Linked DNA regions of Mus musculus: region 2 is linked to region 1. A link is a contact called in public capture Hi-C data. All regions are on one chromosome and are shown on one strand. The core of a region is the stretch at or near the end of the contact, and the rest is flanking DNA. Distances in the headings are between cores, read along the strand shown. Region 1 has its middle 57 kb from the start of Gm38791. Region 2 overlaps D630045J12Rik (RIKEN cDNA D630045J12 gene).

What was found. Capture Hi-C pulls out chosen DNA fragments and counts their contacts.
Region 2: a contact with region 1 is called in a capture Hi-C map of embryonic stem cells, with 2.8 times the contacts expected there. The contact joins two enhancer-like sites. A contact is called at or near these places in 1 of 115 datasets of contacts at active chromatin or transcription factors (trophoblast stem cells) and 1 of 9 other capture datasets (embryonic stem cells).

Annotation. Positions count from the first base shown.
Region 1 is chr6:37,655,568-37,660,407 of GRCm38.p6, reverse strand. No RefSeq gene overlaps it. Among named protein-coding and RNA genes, the nearest start is that of Gm38791, 57 kb to the left of the region's middle. Within about 2 kb of position 2,212, at least 27 of the 459 cell types and tissues checked have an H3K27ac peak or open chromatin away from gene starts, as enhancers often do. A contact at or near this core is called in embryonic stem cells, where this site is marked.
Region 2 is chr6:38,141,919-38,146,374 of GRCm38.p6, reverse strand. It overlaps D630045J12Rik (RIKEN cDNA D630045J12 gene), which reads left to right. Exons shown (of 20, transcript NM_194061.3): 16 at 3,466-3,783. Gm52858 (a long non-coding RNA gene) reads right to left here. Exons shown (of 3, transcript XR_003956278.1): 2 at 3,100-4,079; 3 at 214-954. Among named protein-coding and RNA genes, the nearest start is that of Gm52858, 4.1 kb to the right of the region's middle. Within about 2 kb of position 2,089, at least 101 of the 459 cell types and tissues checked have an H3K27ac peak or open chromatin away from gene starts, as enhancers often do. A contact at or near this core is called in embryonic stem cells, where this site is marked.

The DNA of each region.
Region 1 (4,840 bases), core at 963-3,462:
TAGAGCTGCGCAGAGAAACCCTGTCTCGAAGAGAAAAAAAAAAAGACAATGAGCTGCATGTTTTAACTTTAGTAAACAAGGTTGTGTCCAACCGTACAGGATGTGTTTATCACACATAGGTGGGAAGTATGTAGCCAGGAAGTATATCGGGATGTGTGCTTGTTCCTGATTGGATGAAGGGGGTTGGGGGATGTGGACTCAGTGGACTCGTAGTTTTGTTTTTATAAGCCCCTGTCTAATGTATTTCGAGACCATTCTCTGGGAATCTAGGGTATAGACCTGGCCAGTGTCCATCGTCCTGGCCAGCATTTAATAAAGCCTGCTTCAAATTTGGCTCAAAAGTTGTGGTAGTGGTCTTATTCTTGCCCTGTGGGGTTAACACGTTGCCTTGGCAGTCTCTGCAACTTTTCCTAGACTGAGCAGAGCCTTTCCATGGCCCACTTATTTCCAGGGATCTAAGTTACACCATTTGCACAGACTTTCCTATGGTGATAAGCAAGTCACGGATGGCGTCTAGAAGGTACACAGTGAGAGTTCCAGATTCTTGTATCTTAGAACAAGGAGTTGGACCAGGGTGCCACAGACAGTCATGGAAATAGAGATGTTTATTAAGAAAGGGAAAAGCCCTCCTGAGAATGGAGAGGGGCTAGAGAGCTTTGGACCACCAGACTCCTGAACCTTATGGAAGCACACTTTCTTGGAAGAGATCATGTGGTGTTTCTCTCAGATGCTCTGCTTTGTGACAGTTACCTTGTGGGAGGGGTTTCCAGTCTTTCTTTGGTTAGCATTGGTTTCTTTCATATGTTAATCTCTCTTTTTTAAAAAAAAAATGTTTTTCTGAGAGGTTTCTCCATGTAACAGCCCTGGCTGTCCTGGAATTCATATTTTAGACCAGACTGGTCTCGAACTCATAGAGATCCATCTGCCTCTGCCTCCTGAGTGCAGGGATTACAGGGTTTAGTAGTGCAGACTACTAAACCCAGTTTCATATGCTAGTGGGTCTTAAAATTGAATGAATAAATGAATGAATGAACAATAATAATAATAATAATTGTGTATATGTATGTGTGCACATACATGTATGCCACAACATGTGTGTGAAGGTCCTTCTGTGGTGGTTTCCCTGGTATTGACCACAGAGCTTGACAGCAAGTACCTTTACGCCACCCCCTCTCTCTTTCTCTGCTCCTCATGTGTTATTCTTGATGCCTCTTTCTTCCTGCACAAATTCTCCACAATACCATATGGATTGCTTATTTTTTCCAAGTGCAGAAGATTTTGAGTTTACTGTCTCCAAAGACAATAATAGCAAAATAACTCATAAGAAAGGAGGGGACTAGTCATTCATAAAAACACATTCAGGGACATTTATCAAACACACTACGATGGAAGGAAAGAGATGAATGGAAATTGAGTTTGGTTCTAAAGCTGAAAAAAACATTGTAATAAACAGAAGAAAAGCCAGTCTTTCATGGATATGGGGTGATAATGAGTTATGAAGGCAGAATATTATTAACTCTTTACACTTCGCATTTCAAACTAGAACATTCTGGAAAAGCGAGCACAGAACTCTATTTCTTTCAGATTCTCCCTGCCAGGCAGTAAACTGGCTTAAGATTCCCAAATTAGACAGATGTTTGCAATGTTTGTTGTGTTCTGTCTTTCTCTCTAGAGTGGATTCCTGTTAGGAAAGTTTTAAATAAAACATTAAAACAGTTGGCCACATAAGACCCTGTCTCAAGATAAAAATCTTAAGTCTGATTGAAGTTTGTGCTTTTCTCTTTGTTCAGTTTTTAGACAGAGTTTCTGTGTAGCCCTTGGTGTCCTTTAAACCCCTTACTTCACTGGTGATGACCTTGAAGTTCTGACCTCGTTGCTGGCACTTCTGAAGTGCTGAGCTAACAGGTGTACACCAGCACGTGGGTTATGGAGTACTGTGGCTGGGACCTGTCCTTTGTGCATGCTCCACACACCATCTCTCACCTGAGTACATCCCCAGCTCAAGAGACAGTTTTCCAACTTCACGATGCTTGTATTTCATAAGCAGTATTGTTTTGGAGAGGGACGATCTGACAGTTGTTTGTAGATTACTTTACCAGCTGGAGAGCTGCTCTCAATGGTTTTGAATTTCCGGGGAATTCTTTGTCATGCAAACCAAGGCAGTCAGACTGATGAAGCTGGGTCCTCCCAAGGGCCCAACAGATGGTCATTACTCATTCTGAATAAATGGCAGGAAGAACGCAGGCTCTGGCTCTCTCTACCATGTAGTAAACTGGTGCAAGATTTGAAACTACACAAACACCTACAGTGGCTGATACTCTGCCTTCTGCAATCACTGGAGTTCTGGCTTGAAAGCTTTGTTTCCAAATCACAGGTCAAGACTGGTCTAAAATATAAACTGGAAGTTGACTGAATTTCTTACGTTATTTACACGTAACAGAATAAAGAAGTGAAATGCTGAAGTCACAGCCTGAGTTGGGAGTTACTCCTGCTTCTGCCTATCTTCTCACTTTATTAGTTGTTTTCTTCCTACACCTTGCTCCACATCTTAGTGGCTAACTACAGAATTAGTTAAAATACATCATTCCTGTCTCTATGCACTGGTCATTTCTCCCCCCCCCCTTTTTATTGGTTATTTTATTTATTTACATCTCAAATGTATCCCCCTTCCCAGTTTTCCCTCCACAAGCCCCCTATACCTTCCTTCCTCCCTCTGCCTCTATGAGGGTGCTCCCCCACCCGCCCAACCACTCCTGCCTCAGCAGCCCAGTGTTTCCCTATTCTGGGCCATCAAGTCTCCACAGGACAAAGGGGCTCCCCTCCAAGTGATGCCAGATAAAGCAGTTCTCTGCTACATATCCAGCTGGAGCCATGGGTACCCCCTGTGTACTCTTTGGTTGGTGGTTTAGTCCTTGGGAGATTTAAGGGGTCTGGTTGGTTGATATTGTTGTTCTTCCTTTGGGGTTGCAAACCCCTTCAGCTCCTACAGTCCTTGCTCTAACTTCCCCATTGGGGTCTCCATGCTCAGGCCAATGTTTGGCTGTGTATATCCGCATCTATATTGGCCCAGCTCTGGCGGAGCCTCTTAGGGGACAGCTATACTGGGTTCCTGTCAGTAAGCACTTCTTGCTATCAGCAATAGTGTCTGGATTTGGTGTCAGCAGATAGGATGGATCCCTAGGTGGGGCAGTCTCTGGATGACCATTCCTTCAGTTTCTGCTCCACTCTTTGTCCCTGCATTTCCTTTTGACAGGAGGAATTCCGGATTAATATTTTTGAGGTGGGTAGTCCAATCCCTCAATTGGGTGCTGTGCCTATCCACTAGATATGGTCTCTTCAAGTTCTATTTCCCCTTTGTTGGGTATTTCTGCTAAAGTCCCCTGTTGGGTCCTGGGAACCTCTTGGGTCCCTGGCATCTGGGACTTTCTAGTGGCTATCCCCAATTCCCCCTCCCACACTGCTACACACCTACTTTCAAATTCCTGGCCCTCTGTACTTTTCTCCTGTCTCCTCCCAAATCTGAATTGCCCCCCCTTTTCCCTCCCCCTCCTCTCTTCCTCTACTTCCCAGAGATTATTCTCTTCCCTCTACTGAGTAGGACTGTAGCATCTACACTTTGGTATGATCTTTTTTCTTCTTGGGTTTCTTATGGTCTTTGGATTGTATTGTGGGTATTCTGAGCTTCTTTTGGGCTAATATCAATTTATCAGTGAGTACATAGTCCCATAACCCCTAAGGAACTAAAAACAGTCATTAAAAGTCTCCCAATCAAAAAATCCCCAGGACCAAATAAATGATTGTAGTGCAGAAATCTATCAGACCTTCAAAGAAGATCTAATACCAAAACTTCTCAAAGTATTTCATAAAATAGAAACAGAAGGAACACTACCTAATACATTCTATGAAGCCACAGTTACACTAATACCTAAGCCACACAAAGACTCAACAAAGAAAGAGAAAGAACTTCAGACCAATTTCCACCGTGTATACTCAATAAAATTCTTGCAAACAGAATCCAAGAACACATTAGAACCATCGTTCACCATGGTCAAGTAGGCTTCATCCCAGGGATACAGGGATGGTTCAATATATGGAAATCCATCAACACAATTCACTGTATAAACAAACTCAAAGGAAAAAAAAACCCACATGATCATCTCATTAGATGCTGAAAAAGCCTTTGACAAAATACAATACCCCATTCATGCTAAAAGTATAAAGAGAATAGGAGAGACTAGGAATTCAAGGTCTATATCTAAATATAATGAAAGCAATATACAGCAAGCCAATAGCCAACATCAAACTAAATGGAGAGAAACTTGAAGCAATCCCACTAAAATCAGGGACAAGACAAAGCTGCCCACTCTCCCCCTATCTATTCAATATAGTACTTGAAGTCCTAGCCAGAGCAATTAGGTAACAAAAGGAGATAAAAGGGATACAAATTAGAAAAGAGGAAGTCAAAATATCACTATTTGCAGATGATATGATAGTATGCATAAATGACCCCCAAAAAATCTACTAGAGAACTCCTACAGCTGATAAACAACTTCAGCAAAGTGGCTGGATACAAAATTTACTCAAACAAATCAGTAGCTTTCCTCTACTTAAAAAATAAATGGGCTGAGAAAGAAATTAGGGAAATGACACCTTTTACAATAGTCACAAATAATATGAAATATCTTGGTGTGATGCTAACCAAACAAGTGAAAGATCTGTATGACAAGAACTTCAAGTCTCTGAAGAAAGAAATTGAAGAAGACCTCGGAAGATGGAAAGATCTCCCATGCTCATGGATGGGCAGGATTGTCATAGTAAAAATGGCCATCTTACCTAAAGC
Region 2 (4,456 bases), core at 840-3,339, 490 kb before region 1:
AGGGTCCATTGAGGGGGAAAGAAACCTAGCTTCCCAAGGGACCATTAGCAAGAGACACGAAGATGCCCTGGGAAAGAGAAGGGGAGTCTAATGGACGCAGCAGCAGCAACAGCGAGGAACATAAAGAACTCAGTGCTGAGCAAACGTAGAGAGCCAGCTTTGCTTGTGTGACATAGCAACAAGCCTGTCCTCCGAGAAGGTACCGCGCACGCGCGACAAGACACAGTTGCCCTGTAGCACTGAGGTTTATTTGAGGTTTCTTTATTTTCCCCTAAATGACACGTTAATAAATAATGAAAAACATTCAAAATGTTTATAAAAATGTGGCAAACACTGTGCTGACATTGGCTAAAGTCTGATTCTTCAAGCTCATCAGGAAGCAACAGGCTCCTCCCTGGGAGCTCGGGGAGCTCTGAAGCCTCACTTGACCCCTGTCACCCCCTCCCGAGGGTTCTTGTGAGCAGTCGCTGCTAACTACAGATGCCCCTGTAGAGCAAAGGAGCAAGCAGTTTCTCTTCCTTTCTCTGAATTTAGGTCCCCCTGACCAGGGAGGAAACACACACACACACACACACACACACACACAGAGTCACTCCAGCTTTTCTGGCAACAGATGGGTGTTCCTGTTCTGCTGGAAGCATATGTCCTAACACTCCAAACACTGGTGGTGGTACGCTCAGTGTGTAGAAACTGTACTCGTAGTCTTAGTATAGTCACCTGGTCCTTTCATAGGCCTAGTAATGGACACCGCATTCCCTCCTTCCCCACACAGCCTTTGCTAGCAGCCTGGGCTTGGCTTCTCGGAGGAGCCAGCAGTTGATGCTTGTTTTCCAGCCTCCAACTGAGTTCTCTGTAGGGAGGGAGGTTGGTTTTCCTTGGACTCTTCCTTTGTCTTCATTGATGACCAGCGCAGGCTTTCCTCATGGTGTCCTGGACCCTCCTTTTGGGTTTAACCTAATTTGGGGGAATACAATCTTGTTATGTTGCCCAGGCTAGCCTCAGATTACTAGCTCAAGCAATCTCCTACTGGGAAGGCAGATGGAAGCCGTGGGGCCTGGCTTGGATCGCCCTTTGTTTTCTCCATTTTCTCCTTTCACAGAAAGTACAAGGGTTTCCTCAGAGGATTTCCTACTTTGCCTCCAGGGCTGCCTTTCCAAAGATTCCCTGCTCAGAAAATCCTCCCTAGATGTCCTTAACTTTTTACTCTCCCTAAAATTCTGTGATGTGTGTTTTAAAAATAATGCCTTTCTCAGAGTTTACCTTTCACTAGCTAGATTTTCTTTTACCTTTAAGACCATATGTGTACTACATAGTTTGAAATTATCTGGAATTTTCCATTTTTCCTCTCAAAATAACCTCTCCTTGAGGGCTGTCTCCCCAAATCCTCAACCCTGTCTGCTTATGCAGTCATCTCTCAGGTTTAGGCCCGGAAGACTTCTGCCCTCAGGCTACATCCAGCCTGCTGCTGTTTTGGTCAACACTGGGCCTTTTTGTAAGACTGCCACACCCTTGCTTGCATGCTGTCTTTGGCTGCTTTTTGAGTTGGGTTGTGACCAACTTTTTATGACTTGAAGAACCTAAAATATTTATTGTCTGGCTCTTGACTGAAAGTTTTTGTTGGCTCCAGGCCTGCCGGTGCCTATGCACAGCCCCAGCCGCTTGGGAGGCGGCAGCCAAGCCGCTGGCTTGAGCTCAGGAGTTTGGAGAGAGAGAGAGAGAGAGAGAGAGAGAGAGAGAGAGAGAGAGAGAGAGGCTCTGTCTCCTTAAAACAACATCAGCAACAAAAGCTGCAAGGTTGTTGAGCCCTTACTGTCATTTAGTGTCCAAAGTAGATGCTCCTGGAAGGGAAAGGAAGTTCTCTTAATGATTAAACCAGGGCAGCAGGCACACAGCTAAACCAGGATGTCAAGCCAGTCTTTTAAGAGCCCACTAAGGACTGCAAAATAGCCACTGCAGGACATGACCTACGATGTCGTCTGAAGAATGACAGGAGCAGGAATCTGTTGTAAAATGCTGTCCTCTGGGCATGACATGACCATGGCCATTTGAGATCAGAGCAGCTGTGTTTTTCCTGAGCATCTCAGGAGCAGGCCCAGGAAACTCAAGGCCCCTCCCTTAGGATTAATCATTGCCAGGATGAAAATTTTCCTGCTGTCAGGCGGTTGCCCATGCGCCTTTAAGCCTCACTTCTGTAAAGAAATCCAAGTTAAACTTGGCTCACCAAGCTACACTTAAGGAGGACTGCTTGTGGTTTTGGTACCCCGTCTGGGATGAGCTGGTGGCTGTCCGCGTCTGAATGAATGGGCCCTGAAGCAGAATGGGGTCAGCAGACCTGAATTCAAGAGAGTAGACTTTAAGTTCTAACCCAAGCTTCCTTAGGAAACCTTAAGTCCATGGGTTTGCGTTTGTTGAGTTCCGTCCCCACGTGAAGCACATCGCCAAAGGGTGGGATGTGGGAAAGGGACGCTTGACTTTCAAATTCTCAAGAGGCAACAAGGAGACAGAGGCGTGGGAAGTTCTGACCTGTGGCTCTCTGTTGGTTTTCTGGTAGGTTTTCTGTGCCAGTGGGAACCCAAAGGAACCACCCTTCCTTCCCAGCCTGAACCTGTCTGTCCTGCTCCAAAAATTAAACTGTCTCTGTCTTTCCTTCTTTAAAGTGTGACCAGGAAGGATGAGAAGGGAGGGGCCTAGAGTATTGGGACTCTGACGTTTAGGCGCGCACACACACAGGGTTTAAAATAAATCTTTAGCTGGGCATGGTACTGTATGCCTTTAATACCAGCACTGACTACAGAGACAGGGGGATCACTGTGTGTTCAAGGCGCCAGCTTGGTCTGCATAGGAAGATCCAGGCCAGTGAGAGACTCTGTCTCAGTAAATTAAATGAAAAAGAGGGAAGATTGGGGGGGGGGTGGAATGCCACCTTGTTTCTCTGATTCTTATCTCTTAAATAGTGGGGACAGGACATTAAACTTTTCTTAATTACTCAGATACCTTTATTTTAGAGACATGGTTTCTGACTATTTGTTAGTCTTTACTATTGTGAACAGTTTTTAAATGGGTACTGAATTCTTTCTACACACACATAGTCTGTTCTACCTTTGGTTTTCACAGCCACAGAAAGTTGCCTGGGTCTCCTTAGTGTGTTTACTTGGAAGTCTGATTTGTGGCTGCTTAGGCTTCTCAGTGAAGATGTCCTTCCCCGGGTCTGACATCTATTTTACGGTTGAGTTTTACAGAAAAGAAGTTGTGAAGTATTCTCATTGGGTTTTTCTCAGTTGACATCTTTGCCTCATATAAAACATGATGCCTATTAAGAGAGATGACTTTTAATTCTTATGACAAACCCTTTCCCACAAAGTAGGACCATTTTTAAATTCCACTCTGCCCCAGAATTTAGCTTCACACTCCACCCCATGCCCCACGGAAGCACACATGTCATTCTCCCCCTTGCCTCTCACACAGTCTGATCCTGACCTCCCAGCTGATGTCCAGACACCCTCCTCTACAGAGCTGGGCAGGTATCCCGGCCTGCCCTTCTCAGCCTCTCAGTACATCCCGCCTCAGCCGTCCATCGAGGAGGCACGCCAGACCATGCACTCCCTCCTGGATGACGCCTTTGCCCTCGTGGCTCCCAGCAGCCAGCCCACCAATGCTATGGGAGCGGGTACTGGTGTGCCTGCCAGCCTACCTGTGAATAGCACCCCGTCCAGGGAAGAGAGGCGAGCCACGCAGTGGGGGTCCTTCTACAGTCCAGCTCAGACGGCCAACAACCCTTGCAGCGTAAGTACTGGACTCCTGAAATTTTTTGCTGGGCAAAGAGCTTGACTCTTGTTACCTCGCTGTCACCTGAAGGCTCCCTGTGAAAACTTTGGCTGCATTTTACATGACTTAGAGCATGCTTGGTAGATCTCAGCTTTTTATCCTTGACTACAGTTAATTCTTAGTGTTAGAAGCAGCCTTTCATGTAGCTCTGATATTTGAGGAGGATGTAGCTGGTGTTCAAGGAAATCTCTTCCCAGCTCCCTCCCGGGGTCATGAAGGGGAGATAGGTTGTCCGGGTGTGCTCTCATTGATTCCTGTAAAGGGATCCAGTTGTTTAGCTTGTCCCTGGACCACCTAGTCCTGAAGGTGCTCCTGTAGCTCTAGTCCAAGCTTACACACCAACAACTGTTTGCAAACATCAGCTTCCCACCCTGCCTTTTGTTGACATGGGTGGGTCTTTCTTTAACGCTTATCACTCTTTCTTATCATTAATATTTGTTAGAATAGAAAGCAGTGGATTTCAGTGCTCTTTTGGTACTGGGTCTGAGGCCTCTCTGAGCCCACTGTCTCTCTGTCCCCACCAATCAGAAGCCCTTTCAGGAAGCAGAGAGGACATCTGGGCTCCCTGCTCTGATCACAGGGTGGTACTAATGGGAAATCCAAAGGAGCTCACTTACTAGGCACCCTACCT